3 separate regions of the Zea mays genome follow, and regions 1 and 2 are each linked to region 3. A link is a contact called in public Hi-C data. All regions are on one chromosome and are shown on one strand. The core of a region is the stretch at or near the end of the contact, and the rest is flanking DNA. Distances in the headings are between cores, read along the strand shown.

The links. Hi-C and Micro-C count contacts between places; a contact is called where the count stands out from the background.
Region 1: a contact with region 3 is called in a Hi-C map of ear, with 1.9 times the contacts expected there. The contact joins the promoter of LOC103648642 here to the promoter of LOC100278317 in region 3. A contact is called at or near these places in 2 of 25 Hi-C or Micro-C datasets (ear and leaf).
Region 2: a contact with region 3 is called in a Hi-C map of tassel, with 2.2 times the contacts expected there. The contact joins the promoter of LOC100272448 here to the promoter of LOC100278317 in region 3. A contact is called at or near these places in 4 of 25 Hi-C or Micro-C datasets (ear, leaf and tassel) and 1 of 3 datasets of contacts at active chromatin or transcription factors (leaf).

What each region holds. Positions count from the first base shown.
Region 1 is chr2:53,035,207-53,039,906 of Zm-B73-REFERENCE-NAM-5.0, reverse strand. It overlaps LOC103648642 (protein GrpE), which reads right to left and starts at 2,501. Exons shown (of 3, transcript XM_035965273.1): 1 at 2,194-2,501; 2 at 866-1,327; 3 at 44-486. The coding sequence starts at 2,403. The coding sequence ends at 331.
Region 2 is chr2:52,732,448-52,736,986 of Zm-B73-REFERENCE-NAM-5.0, reverse strand. LOC100272448 (Phosphoribosylglycinamide formyltransferase chloroplastic) reads right to left here and starts at 1,550. Exons shown (of 5, transcript NM_001146922.1): 1 at 1,108-1,550; 2 at 923-1,034; 3 at 299-475. The coding sequence starts at 1,444.
Region 3 is chr2:52,884,388-52,889,031 of Zm-B73-REFERENCE-NAM-5.0, reverse strand. It overlaps LOC100278317, which reads right to left and starts at 3,133. Exons shown (of 2, transcript NM_001371708.1): 1 at 2,778-3,133; 2 at 2,096-2,363. The coding sequence starts at 3,074. The coding sequence ends at 2,280. It also overlaps the pseudogene LOC103648641.

The sequences.
Region 1 (4,700 bases), core at 1,252-3,751, 150 kb before region 3:
GAATCTAGAGCTGTCTTTAAGAGATCCTAAGTGAGCAAGGAAGTCAATATAAATCCGGTATGGATGTCCAATGAAGTGAGCAAGGAACTCAATATAAATCCGGTATGAATGTCCAATGTTTCATTCTCTCTCTTCTGGTGGACAAAATTCTAGCAGATTACAAGCAACAGCAAAACTTCAAGCTGGTGCTCCCTGTCAACACCATACATAGCTGATCCCGTCTCATTTGAGATCAAACACATTCGGCATGTTATGAACAGAAAAATGTGTGTCTATCAGTTCCTGTTGGTCGTTTGATCAGATTCACAAAGCAGCATCTTTGTCCCCCGCCTATGAGCTTGCACTTTGTTTGCCAGAGCCAGTAGAGACCTTCACAGTAGCAGGCCTTAGCAGCCTCTCCTTCAAATGGAACCCTCTGCGGACTTCATGCATGACAATCCCTGCCTTGAATTGCATGGATGCTTCTCGTGAGATGGCCTCATGGACCTGCATAAAAAAAACAAAAGAATGAGACCCATAGTGCTGCATATATGATGAACATAAATGTAACGCTATTTGATTCTCATGCATATCTCCATACTATCTAGCTGTAAGCACTGAAAGTAGGTTATTAGTTTTTTTCTCCCAAATACCCATATTATTTAGACCGAAAGACATGTACTGCAACATAGATGCAGGAAACTGTGTGAAAGCTAAGATCAATCTCTTGAGTATGAACCAGGCCATAAAAACAACTCATTAACACTGGAACAGAATTCTTTTTACACGTTCAAAAGGATCCAATATGTTGTTTGCATACAACATTTTAGGGAGAGAGACAGACCATGAGAATGGAACAGGCGGCGGGAGGGTAAATATTACTTACCGAAGGATCAAATGGCTTGCCAACTGTTTCCACAACTCCCACACCCAAATATCTTAGTGTTTCAACTAACTGCTTGTATATGCCTTGATAGCTTGCGCTGATCTTTTGCTCCTTCTCAGTCTCTGGGGTGTTCTCTAGATTCGTTTTCTCAAAACTATCAACTAGAGGTAACAGACTCTGAACAACTTCCACCCGTATATTTGATGTTAACTTTGCACGGTCCTTTTCAGTCTGTTTCCGGAAATTCTCCAGGTCGGCATTTAAGCGAATAAACTTTTCCTTCCCAGAAGTTATTTCGGTTGTAATACTTTCAAATTGGGAAGCTATCGTACTCTTCTCTTTTTCCACAGCAGTGATTGCCTTCTCAACTACACCAAGAACCTCCTCATTTCCTTCTAGAAAAGCTGTCCTGTATAGCTGAATTAGGTCCTTCATGGGAGGAAAATCTTCCCCGTTGACAACCTGCAGCAAAAAAACTCATTTTGGTGAAACTTGATGAAGCACATGTGGTCAAAATGAAATGGATGAGAAGGTCCAACAGAGAACATGGGCATTCTCCAATGGTTTGTTTCTCTTCCCATTGCATTGCTAATATATAAATAAATATTTCAATTACTTCTCATTGCTCACAAGTTGCAATAGCAGCTCGACATGCAACTTTACGACTGCGCCATAAAACGTGGCCTCCTATTTTCTCACACTATTCTTCAAACTATCCGATTTAGCTCAGAAAAAAAGAAGGCATTTCCCGTCTCCTCCAACCACCCAAGTGACTAAGTGAGTAGTCATAGTAATAGCAAAATAGTCTAATTTTAGTTCTTCTGTATTTGGTGTTGAAGTGTATAAGTGGATTGCCTAACTTCTCCCAACAGCTTAAGATTTTGAGTTGAATTGGTTGGTGCGTCCACTCTAACATTTGGCAAGCCCCAACTAGTGTAGACTAACTGCAGTTGTAGACTTGTAGTCCAGGGTATATTAAGAGCGCACAAAAGATGGGTATTTATTGCAAAAATTAGCAATGGCGCCTTAACACACAAAGTTCATGTATGCATCAGTCATTCTTTGTAAAACTTCAGTGGCAGCAGTCATGGAACAAACTATTGAACAAAAAGACACCTAATAGCACAGATACATACGAGAATCTTGAACTACCACAAAGAAATCTTCAAACTTCTCCAAGAACAGCGTTTCCCTACTGTCCGCTCATCAAGCTTGCAAGTTGACCCAAAGGGCGAAATTCTCCGCAAGCTAATCGCACTTCGATGCCTTTCACCCAACCCATGTTGCCACTTACCACTAACCGCAAAAGTAAGTCTGAAATACCTCACCTTCGGGTCAACGCCGGAGCCGGCGGCCACGCGCAGCGGCCGCAGCTCGGCATTGGGGCGCCGGAGGGAGACGAAAGCGGGAGTCGGCCTGCTGGGCCGCCAGCAAGCAGACAGCACGGCAGCCCGAGTTAGGTTCTGGGGTCGGCAGCCGGCGGAGCTAGGGTTTACTGCCGCGGATGCGGCGGGTCCAGCGCAGAAGGTTGCCGCCATGCTGCCCTATCTATCGCCCTCCACTCCACTGTCCGGAAAATACCAAAAAAGAAAAAAAAATGAATAAAGAGGAAAGGGGTAATGCCGTGCGGCATTGACGCCTCTGGAAGTCTGCATGCCAGCCGTTTGCGGGCGGGCCATGCCGGCCGTTGGATCACGGGGCGGGATCCGATTCATCATTCCACAGATAATAGACGCCAGACGGGCACGGGCGGGCCGCGGGCGGGAGTCGCGGGACGTCAAGCCGTCAAGGCAACGTCGAGCTTTTGGAACGCCGGCATTCGCATGTCTCGGCTTCGTAAAGTAAGACATGTTTAATCTTAAGAGATAAACTTTAGCATTTTTTTAACTATTTTTAGTCATTTAGTGATCTAAACATGAGAGTCAATAATGATGTGATAAAATTTAGCACATATTATATATCTCATAAGCTGCTCAAGAGGTGCTAAAAAGAGCTAAACGTGGACTAGAGAACACTATTTTCCATTCATACCCTCTAACTTCATTCTCTCTCCGCATTAGAGGTATGAGTGTCTTTTTATTCTAATATGCTAAACTTTATTAGAGTAGTACAAACACCCTAAAAAGTAAACTTTATTACTTCAATTTATATGGCTAAACAGAAGGTAAAGTTTATCCTAGAGGTTGAAACGGGGTATAAGTACTCACAACGAAGCATATGGAATTCTGTTATTATAATAGGCTGCTCTTTGTATTTCTATTATCCTTATGTTTTTATCCATGTTGGACAGTTATCTACCGCTGAACGGCCTGTCATCACACGTTTTGACTGAGCTGGCCCGTTCCCGTTCTTCTTCCAGAACGGATCGAGCTCACGTGCTCCTCGACGGCAATGGATCCGCCGTCGGACCCGAAGCCAATCATGCCCCTCGATGAGATCGTCAGCGACTTCGAGGGTGTGCTCGCGGCAGACTCTTGCCTCACAGCCCCAGCGCAAGGTGTGCCAACTCGAACTTCTCCCTCACCATTGCAGATGTGGACAACTCCTGGTTGGATTCACCACTAAAGGCCGAGGTACTCCCAGTGTTCCCTCCCTTGTTCCCTCTTTAGCATTTGCACTTGGTAAATGAGTTGTATTTAATCAGTGAAAGTGATGACGAACTGCCATTGATTTGAAAACAACAGAAACAATAGAATTCAACCAAATAAAATTGCTAACAAACACAGTTTGTTCACCACCTAAAACAATAAAGAACTAGCATCAAGATGAACGCATCACACCTATTTCAAATGACAAAGTAATTTTAGGATCGAAGAAAAATGCATATCATACATCAGTACATCACGACGCAGAGGTCTAGGAGCTTTCTTGGCAGCCTCGGCGTTCGCCTTCTCAGCTTGAACAATCATCTCCAAAGCCGTCGCACTAGCATCATTGGCAGCTTCGGCGGCAGCACTAGCAACGAAGGCGGCTTTGCGAGCAACGACCCTTGCACGCCTGGCTGCAGCGAGCAAATCGCTTAGGCCCTGTTCGTTTACATCGGATTGCACCCGGAATTATTCCGGCTAATCAAAGTTTATATAAATTATAGAAGCAATCCGGCTCGGAATCGTTCCGACCCACCAATCCGACACAAACGAACAAGGCCTTAAGTGGCTTATCTGTGAATGTATTGGTATCAGGTGATCCATAAGTGGCTTAGAATGAGGGGCATTTAAATGAATGGAGTTATGGTGCAGTTTCATTGGAACCCTTTTCTGCACGCAATTTGGTGTCGTTCAAATAAAACAAAAAAATGTTCTATTTTCGAGCCAAGTGCGTGCCCTGATTGTCTGGTTGTTATGACTGGCAGCCCTAATAAAATCAGCTAGTTGTTTAGATGGATAAGCGTCAGTCATAATCTAGGGATAGAGTTTGTTTAGATGGCTGAGAATAAGCAGAGTTTGTTTAGAAGGATAAGGAATTGGTTTGATAAGATATTAGATAAGGACGGCTGCAATCTTAGCTCTATAAATATACCCTTTGATCAATGAAAGAGTAAGCAGGTATTTACCTTGCTTGGCTTCCCCTTCCCCTGTGTCTACCGCCACCCGCTGTCCTAACCCTAGGACGACGGCGTCCAAACGCTGTGGTCCCGAGCCTCGACCTTCCCCTCACCACTCATACCACCTCAGAAGCCATAGTTACAACACTGGTCATCTTTACCTTTGGCAAAGATAGTACCTTCTGTGGGAACTCGTAATAGTTCTTAAATTTTTACTGAGTTAATATTAGCTAGCCAACCTGTAGATCATGGAAATTCCAGCTGTTAGCAAGGGGGCCTTGCTATTTGTTC
Region 2 (4,539 bases), core at 301-2,800, 150 kb after region 3:
AAAAATATGTTTAACTCCTTTAGCGGACTGGGCTGAGGTATGGCGCAGGCTATACTTGGCCATAACGGGTCCTCCGCCCCTGTCTAGCACCGTGCACTCCCGCTACTCCAAGTATAGAGCCCCCACAAGCCCACTCCCAAACAACCCACACACAGATTGGAACCAATGGAAGCTTAAAATGAGGGGCTATAGATGAAAACTAATGAAAGAAGTTCCTCCTAACTTATTTTTATAAGTTCGTCAATTCTGTAAATGAAGATATGCAGCCACTCGAACATGATCGAGAATTGAAAATTACCTTGCTCCAGAGGCAATAACAGCTTTATGCACCTTTGAACCATAGAAACCTTTCCCTCCGAATGCCGGAAGGAGAGAAGGGTGGATATTTAATATGGATTTTGGGTATTCCTGGATCAATTCAGTGGGTATAAGCTTCAGGTAACCGGCAAGAAGAACAAAGTCTACATTGTTTCCCCTGTTTCAAAATTAAATATAAGAGTCTTATTTCACTAGTCAGACAAAAAATACACGGGATAAATTCAGATATTAGCACAACTCAATGCCAGAGAACAAAACAAACCACATAAATATTAGCACAATCCAATACCAGAGAACAACGCAAATCACAGCGTCTACCGTCAAGAGTAAATCGTGTAAATATGTGGCACCTGATGGAGGACTTGTTCCTCAGTATTATTTCAACTGAATACGGCGTTGAAGTTTAAGTAAAAAATATCAGCAGAAAGATAGATAGGATTCACAAAGGAAACATAATCACCACTTGGCACAACTGATTTAAAAGTACATAACTTTGCCTGTATTTTTACTGGCATAATAAACAAACATAAGAATGCTCAAGTTACTCTGAGCGATGTTTTTTTCCACCCAAGTTACTAAATCGAAACTGACACAGAAGAACAACCTCAGAGTATCCAGCAGTTGAGCAACCGAAATCCCCTCGGGCGCAGACTTGGACTTGGGAAATACGAGCACAGGGATGCCATTGTTCGTAGCATATTCCGCGCCACCGCAACCTGCAATGCAGTTATTGCAGTTTTAGCCTCCGCTAACAATGTGGGTAGCGTCGCGGGATGCAGTTTCCTTCACCTGGCTTGTCGGTGACAAGCGCGACGACATCTCCGTGCACGGCGCCGCCCAGCGCGGCCTCATGGATCGCCCGGAAGTTTGATCCCCCTCCGGACACGAACACTGCCAGCCGCTTCCTCCCGACCGCCGCGTCAGCGCCAGCCGGCTGCGCAGCGCGCAGGCGCGGGCGCGCCTCTGGGCGCTGGGACGGCTCGCACCTGACGGCGTTCGACGGGTGCCTCGCCGAAAGCACCCCCTGCCAGGGTTTTGGGTGCGGCCGGACGGCGGGCGTGGGGTTGAGGTTGAGCGAGCGGCGCAGGGCCGGAGCAGATGGAGCGTGAGCGATCGCGGCCTCCATTGCCAAGGGTGGAGAAAGCTGCGGCTACAGTAAGCGCGCGAGCAGGAGGCGGCAGGATTGGCGCGGGGAATGGAGGAAACAAAGGCTGGAGGGAAGCGGAGCAGATTGAGCCCCGGCGTGCGGCGGCGGAGTCGGGGCGAACAAGAAGGCTTTGTAGCAGGAAGGACTGCCAGCGCGAAGGCGACACAACATGGGCCGGGCCCAATGAAATACTGAACGGCCTGGCACGGTCGTCTCACCATGGATGCGGGCAAGGCCGAGCCGACGGCCTGCGTCGAGTGACAACTCCCGTCTGATCTGGGATGCGTTGGGGCCGACGACGCGGTTTGAAGTGGATTGAAAAGTAGAGGGGATTAAATTCTCTTTTATTATATAAATTTATATAGGAGACGATTTAATCTACTTTAACTCCTCTTTATCCACCTCTAGCTGAGCAAGCCTTGCATGAGAGACACGATCATTGGATTTCCGATCTACTGATCTCTGCGGAGTGTGAGTGCGTGACGAACGAAGGGTTGGTTTGATATACACGGAAATATTCAGGTGATTCCTCCATCATGCATCCCCTATAATTCTCTGTTGGTCACTTGTTCTCAAAAGCTACGAGTCAAGAACAAGACAACACAAATGTTAATGGTTAAAAACCTTCGTTCTTCATAACATTATCTCCCTTGGGATATAATGATCTTCGGATGAAGGTCATGAAGTACATACTTTCTTCATTGCAATATACAAAGATGAAAACATGATCGTATGAAACATAGATAAAGCATGAATAATCATTTTAGATCATTAGATTATTCATGTTATCATCATATATCTCTGAACAAACATGAATGATATTAAATTACATTTGTACCTTCGGCTTAACAGAAGGTAAGAATCCGAGAGTGACGTGCTACAAGTCAGCATGAACAGTACGATGTTACTGTTCATCATTTTTAGGCACAGGACACAGCTTGGCTAAAATTACATTCATGTCCCTAACATTTACTATTAGTCAAAAGGTAATCTGTCGAGGAATGAACAATCTTTTCCTTTTAAGTCGGTTTCATCCTCCATCATCGTCCTTGAGCTGAGCCGAAGCTTCTCTATCTACAGCTTCGGAGTTGGTCTAACCTTCTTCCAGATTACGCTTCTCATACCATACACGCCTTTGTCTTAAAGCCAAAGCTTCCTGTGACAGTATACTATACTGGGAAACATGTTAGTCGTGTTTTTGAGGACCTTCGAAAGATGAAGGCCACCAACAGTAGCCCATCGCAGTGCTAATTTGTTGTTTAACAAATTCAGACTGCGACGTGAACGAAGGCCTTTAGCCGAAGGTCTGAAAAAACACTTTCTCTTTGCTAGAATAGCAAAAGTCAATGACAAATGGGGCCCGCCAAGTTGCAATGCACTAGGCATATAAATAGAAACCCACATCGACATCATCTATTGCGCCATTTTAGTTGCTTGTGATGTTTTCTCAAATTTTAATTCTCTTGCTATCATCTCTCGCTTGATTTGTGAGCTTCGTGATATACACAAGTGCTTGTTGAATGTCTGAAGAGAAGAAGATGTTTGAGGAGAAGAAGGTTGTGGACCCTGCTCTTGCTGGGTTTTACGAAGCTATGGAAAAAACAAACACAGAGAAGATCACAAATGAAATAATGGCTGATTTGTGTGAAGATTCTGACGATAGTGATGACTATGATGTAGATAGTGAGAATGAAGATACCGAAGATCGGCCCTGGCGGCCAAGTCATACTATCTTCGAAAGTCATCCATAAAACAGAGTCAGATTGATGCCATGAAGGGGAGGTATTTCCGTGTTATGTCTATTGTGAGAGTTGAAGGGGACAGCGCCGCTCCTGCGCCCGAAGAAAACGAGGTTGTTGTCTACAGAAGCTTTATGAAGGCGGGTCTTCGATTCCCATTGAGCAAATTTTTGGTTGAAGTTTTGAAGACATTTGAGATCTTTCTTCATCAAATTACTCTCGAAGCTATAACCAGAATGAGTATTTTTGTTTGGGCCGTGAGAAGCCAAGGGCTGGAACCAAGCGCGAAATGCTTCTGCAATATGCACGAGCTGCTGTACGAGACGAAGGCTAATGGCAAGGAGCAGTATCACAACAACTTCGGTTGTTATGGCTTCATTCCTCGTTCTGATGTAAGCTACCCAGTTCCAACATTTCGGAAAAGGTGGCCTGGGGCCTGGATGGAGGAATGGTTTTATGTTAAGAATAATCTGATTGAAAGGGAGGACATAAAGGGGATTATTCAACGTCCTATATGGTCTCGCTTCGGCCTCCGAAGGCTTGCTACTACGCTTGGAAATGATACCGAAGCCTGCCAGAAGGCCTTCAATAATGTTTGTGCCTTCATTGGCACAAGAGACCTGGTTCAGGAGCACATAGCCTACAGGGTATGGCAACTTGTAGATAGCTGGGAGATGTCGAAGGAGACTGCTGCCGGGTCTAGTCAAGGTGGTTTGGTTTACTTGAAATACACCTTCAAATACAGAGACCAATTTGACGAACCAAATGATGACTGACTGAAATGTGTTGAGGCGACTAGTGATGAGGTACTTGGAGCGTACACAAGAGCCGAAGATGATGCCTTGTCCCCAGCCTTCGGGGGCGAGGCAAGAAAAGGTTGAACATAGTTTTTGACGTTATCGACTTTGTGTATCCAGACTACACTTACCCCTCGCGAAAGCAGGGGAAGAAAAGAAAAACTACCGCCTCGACCATCTCTGTTGCTCCGAAGGGCAAGAAAATTAAGGTCTCGACCCACCGACCAAGATACATTGAAACGACCACATTGCCGAAGTTTGGTGAAGGGACATCTTCCGCTGCTGAAGCGAAACAAACTGCTCCTGCCGGCCTGAGCGCCAAAGAATCGACTGAAGTGCTGAAGGTGCCTATAGCCGAGCCAGCCAGTCGGTACCCTGGATTAGGGGTACCCCTTGCTACGGTATGAAGGCACGATGCCTGTGTGGCTACGCTTAGCCGCGCGGAGAACAGCCCTAGGAGTATCTCGTGAGCAGTTAAGGTGGCGTTCTCGGAGACAACGCCGTCGGACCCAGAAGGCACATGACCCCTGTACGCGCA
Region 3 (4,644 bases), core at 1,884-4,383:
TCTAGAAGCCAAAATGACTTACAATTTGGACGGAGCATACTGCAGACTCAGATCTGACATCATGGATATTACATACAAGTATACAACATATAGTTGTAATTTATCAGTATGATCTATAGATCTGCAGTATGCCAGTAGCCATGCTCCTGGGACTCAATTGTGTGTTAAAATGAAAGTATACTGGAATTGTTAGTTTTAGGTTGAGGACTCATCCCGTTGCAATTCATGGAGATAGTTCTTCTCCAGGAAATATTAATTTTTCCTTGAAAACCGTCTGAAAATTCTTGATTTAATTCCTAATTTGCTTTGCTGCTATGCTGTATATTGATACTATTTGATAGAACCTTCAGTATTGTGGGCATATATATTTGCACTGACTTTGATATTTGTTGCTTATTCAGGTCTCTATGTGAGCAGGAAGCCAGGAACACACATATTCATACCGGAGTTACAGAATGGCAATTCAAGAAAACTGTCAATGTGGTATGGTGGCACTTTTTTTTTGTGACTCGTGACTAGAAGTGGTAATGGACTCTAAATTTTACACTATAAAACTTAAGGATCGTATCGTATTTGGATTGGGATGTATTTCTATTTATTTTTGAACTAAAATTAATTAAGGGCTCAAACGAATTATGAAGAAACATTTGAATCGTGGTCCATTACCCTCGTGACACATTTACAAATCCTGATCATACAAACATATTATTTTCTGTTATCTTATTGGTTTGATGTTCTAAGTGTTACTAAACTGTTGGTATTAATGACAATACATCCCATTCATGTTCAGGTTTGCTACTACCGTTACTTGAGATTTTTCCCCAGCGGGAAGTTTCTCTATAAGGTCCCTATCACAACTCTCATGTTGCCATTTATCACTCAACAGCATATTTCTCACCCGCTCCATTTATCTTTTTTTTTTCATCCCTGTGGATTACCAGATCTCCCCAGATAAAATTAAAGACGCTGTTAAGTGCATGCATTTCCGGGCATCGAAGGCTGATTGTGTATTTAAAAGCGAATACATTCTATCAGAGGATGGCCAGGTGAGAGTTCAGACGATTTATTCTTTCTTCAGCTGCCCTTCACATTCTTCCTAACACGAGCTACTCTTTCTGGCATGCAGATAGAAATGGCTCTCCTGTATCCAGGGCAGTGGTGCACGCTTGTCAGAATGCACCTTAGGTATTTTTGTATGAAATCGTTGCGACGTTGCACAGGCTCTGATGATTCTTGCCAGTTCCTAGGCTTTGAAATTTGCGCCAACATTCTGCAGGCTTAGAGTGAATGCAACTGAACTGCAAAACTGGAAGGGCAGCATACTAGAACTCGTTGAGGGCTGGGAGGAGGATGAGACGCATGACCCAGACGCGCCTGCCGTTTCCCACAGCAGGGGCTTGTCACCCTCTGTGTTTGTTCCGTTTGAGGAGGTACATTATTTTTATATCTTGTTCGCAGTGACCAGCCGTTGGAGCCATGGTTAACTGCAACTTGTGCAATTTTGTTTTAGTCCCCTGGCATAGTACTGTATGATTGATTAACTGAAGTACGGAAATTGTTCAGGCTGATACTTCGGTGCTAAACCTCCCAGTGGAGAAGATGGGCTACTACGTCCCTGGGTGAGCTCTTGATGACGGAGATGGCGGTTGGAGAATGAGAGATGATCGATGGCCCTGTTACGGGTTAAAATGATGATGGCCAACGATTTCACTCCCTCGCAGGTCTCTTGCTAGAGCAACGTGTAAATACACAGTGTTGTTTTGTTTCCACTTCTCGGTTGGTTGCATGCTGTTGTGTCAACAATTTGTACATTATGTTGATGCTTGGAAATCCTTGTTGGTGCTTGAAAACAGCGTGGGAGGAAACAAACTCACTATCAAAACAAGTGGAACCACCCTCCTGTAGTAATGTGGGGTCTGTACTACAAAAACAATCAGTCTACCGTTGTAAAACTCTGTAGTGTGAATATATATTTTTCTGATTGTACAGTTAAACCTTTGCACCTTCCTTACATTATTTTATTTATTGGGACGATGTTTAGCTACTTGAGCACTGAATGATCGGCATTATACTTGTTGTTCAGCAGAAAGCTACATGTATTTCAAGCTTTGTTATTATTATCTTCTCCAAAATCAAATGGTTCTGAAACACTGCACGAGATATCCAACGTGTAACATCTGACATCAACGCCTTCGAAGAAGCAAACGTTCATCAAGTGACAGGTATTTCTGGATATCTGCTTATTTAAGTGGCAGCTGGTTTCTTGAACAACCAACCATCTACATGCTGCTGGGTTTGGGATGGGGTTCTTGATCCTTGTCCACGAGCTCCTTCAACGCCGGATTCCGAGGCAGGTACGTGTCCTGCAGCGCGCGAACAGCGTCAGTAGTGAAGCAGGAGGCTCATTCGGCCTTGAGCGAGTAAAATCGCTTCTAGATTAGATGACACAAGGTCAGCAACTGAAAAAAAAACAACAATTCGGTGTTTAATTGTAACGCCATTAAACCAACTCCCGTGGTTGAAGCCTCGAAGAACATTTACCATTTTCCTCCAGTGAAAAAAATAAAGAACATTTGCCGACCGATTGATATCTCAGTTTGTCAGATAAATCGGCGCAGCAGGTCTTCCCCGTCGCTGTAGCCTGTACATAACTACGAAGAGGAATCCCTCCCTGTATGGCTGGCTGTATCTCCCCCCAAAGCACAAACGGATTCGGAGAGGAATTCGTGTAGAGCAGAGAGGGGCATAGGGCGGGCCGGAGGGGTGGTTATACTCACGGAGATGTAGGAGCAGGTGGGGAGGACGCGCATGCCGCGGGCCTGCGCGTGGGCGAAGGCAGCGTCGCAGAGCCGCGCCGCGAGCCCCTGCCCGCGCTTGCTCCGCGGCACGTACGTGTGCACCAGGTCCATCACTGCCGCAGCGGGGGCCCCGCGGCCGTCGAGGAGGCGGTACTGAAGGAAGGCCTCGCCGTCGGGCGTCTGGAACCTCCCCTTGTCCTCCCTCCACACGATGCTCTCCGTCTCCGGTGGAGGGGCCTTGACCGCCCGCTCGGCCGCGACGCCCTCGTTCGCCATCACCCGTGAGCTCGTGTGCCCCGTCGTCGTGCTTGTGAGTGAGTCGTGACGTCGGCTAGGGGAAACCAGGCAGCTTCTGGGCTTGGCCCAAGCAGACTTATTCGATTATTCCTGATCCATATAAGTCCTTGTTCAGTTATTCCTAATACACATGAATTAGATAAGATTGAAAACAAATAAGAAGAATTTTGATTTATTTAGGATTCAAACTCATCCAATCCCACTCAATCCACATGAATTGAGAGTTAACCGAACAAGCCCTAAATATATTATCGAGTATACCGTTCAATCCACATAGATTAGCCTTAAAACAAATAAGCCCTAAGGCTTTGATAAACCAAGATTTTTTTGGGCCTCCTTTGATAAACTGGGCTAGGGCCGTGTCCTGTTGCATGCATCATGCGATGGGCTGCTTTACACGAGGAAAAGTGAACTCAAGAATTGCATTTGTCCCGGCATATTTAGGTCTTGTCCATGTGGATTTCAGGGGATAAATATATATTAAGGTGGATTTTTGACTTACTATGAATTTAAACCGACTCAATCACACTCAATCCACATGGATTAACATCAATCCAAACAAGTCCTTAGGGAGTTATTGGTTGCCTACTGCCTGCATGAGGTTAGGACCAAGTCTAGTAGAAACAATCAACGCGTGTTTGGTTGCCTAGATACTATCCATGGTAGAGATGGCAATAGAGAATTTCCCATCAAGGAACGACTCCCCATCCCCGTCCCCGCGGCGAGAAAAATTGTCTGTCCCTATCCCCGCAAACGTTCATGAGGAGACTTTTTCTCCCGTCCCTATCACGAAATTTATCCCCGCGGGAAATCTGTCCTCGTTAGTAAATACAATATTTAGAGACAAATTAAAACAGATTATATTAATTCAATATAAATTTAACAAAAAATAAAATACAAGAAATGTCTTCTTTAGAGTATAATTTGCTATTTTATAATAGGCCATGTATTGAATATTTAGTAGAATTTTAACATAAATAGACTAATTTATATTAAGAAAACTTCGCGGGGCGGGTATGCAGGGAATGGGCGCAAACCTGACGGAGACAAAGTTTCCCATTTCGATCCCGTGGGGACTAAATTATGCTTATCCTCATCCCCTAATAAAGGAATTTCCCAAGATAATCGGGGATCGGGTCCCATTGCCATCTCTAATCCGTGGTCAGATTGAACCAATTCTCAAAGCACCTCTGAGCTAGGTCCAGCGGACACACGGGCACATGGGAGATGACATTTCCTCTGGAGCCAGACTGGACTGATGCGGACATAAGAACCAAGACATGTTTTAGAATTTGTGTCACATCCCTTAATTTATATATCTAATTAATAAATCGATTCCATCATCGTGTTCCTTGCATTTTTTATCAACAAAACTAGACCACACTTGTAACATAAATGTTATTTAAGAAATATTGTTTATTTTATAAGCAACCAACCAAACACAATTTTTTTTCCTATACTGGTTTAGTAGAGAAAAGTGAACCAATCACGTCAGGGTGGTTTGATAGAGCTTGGCTCGATCGAGCCTCGCTAGGATCCTAAGTTAGGC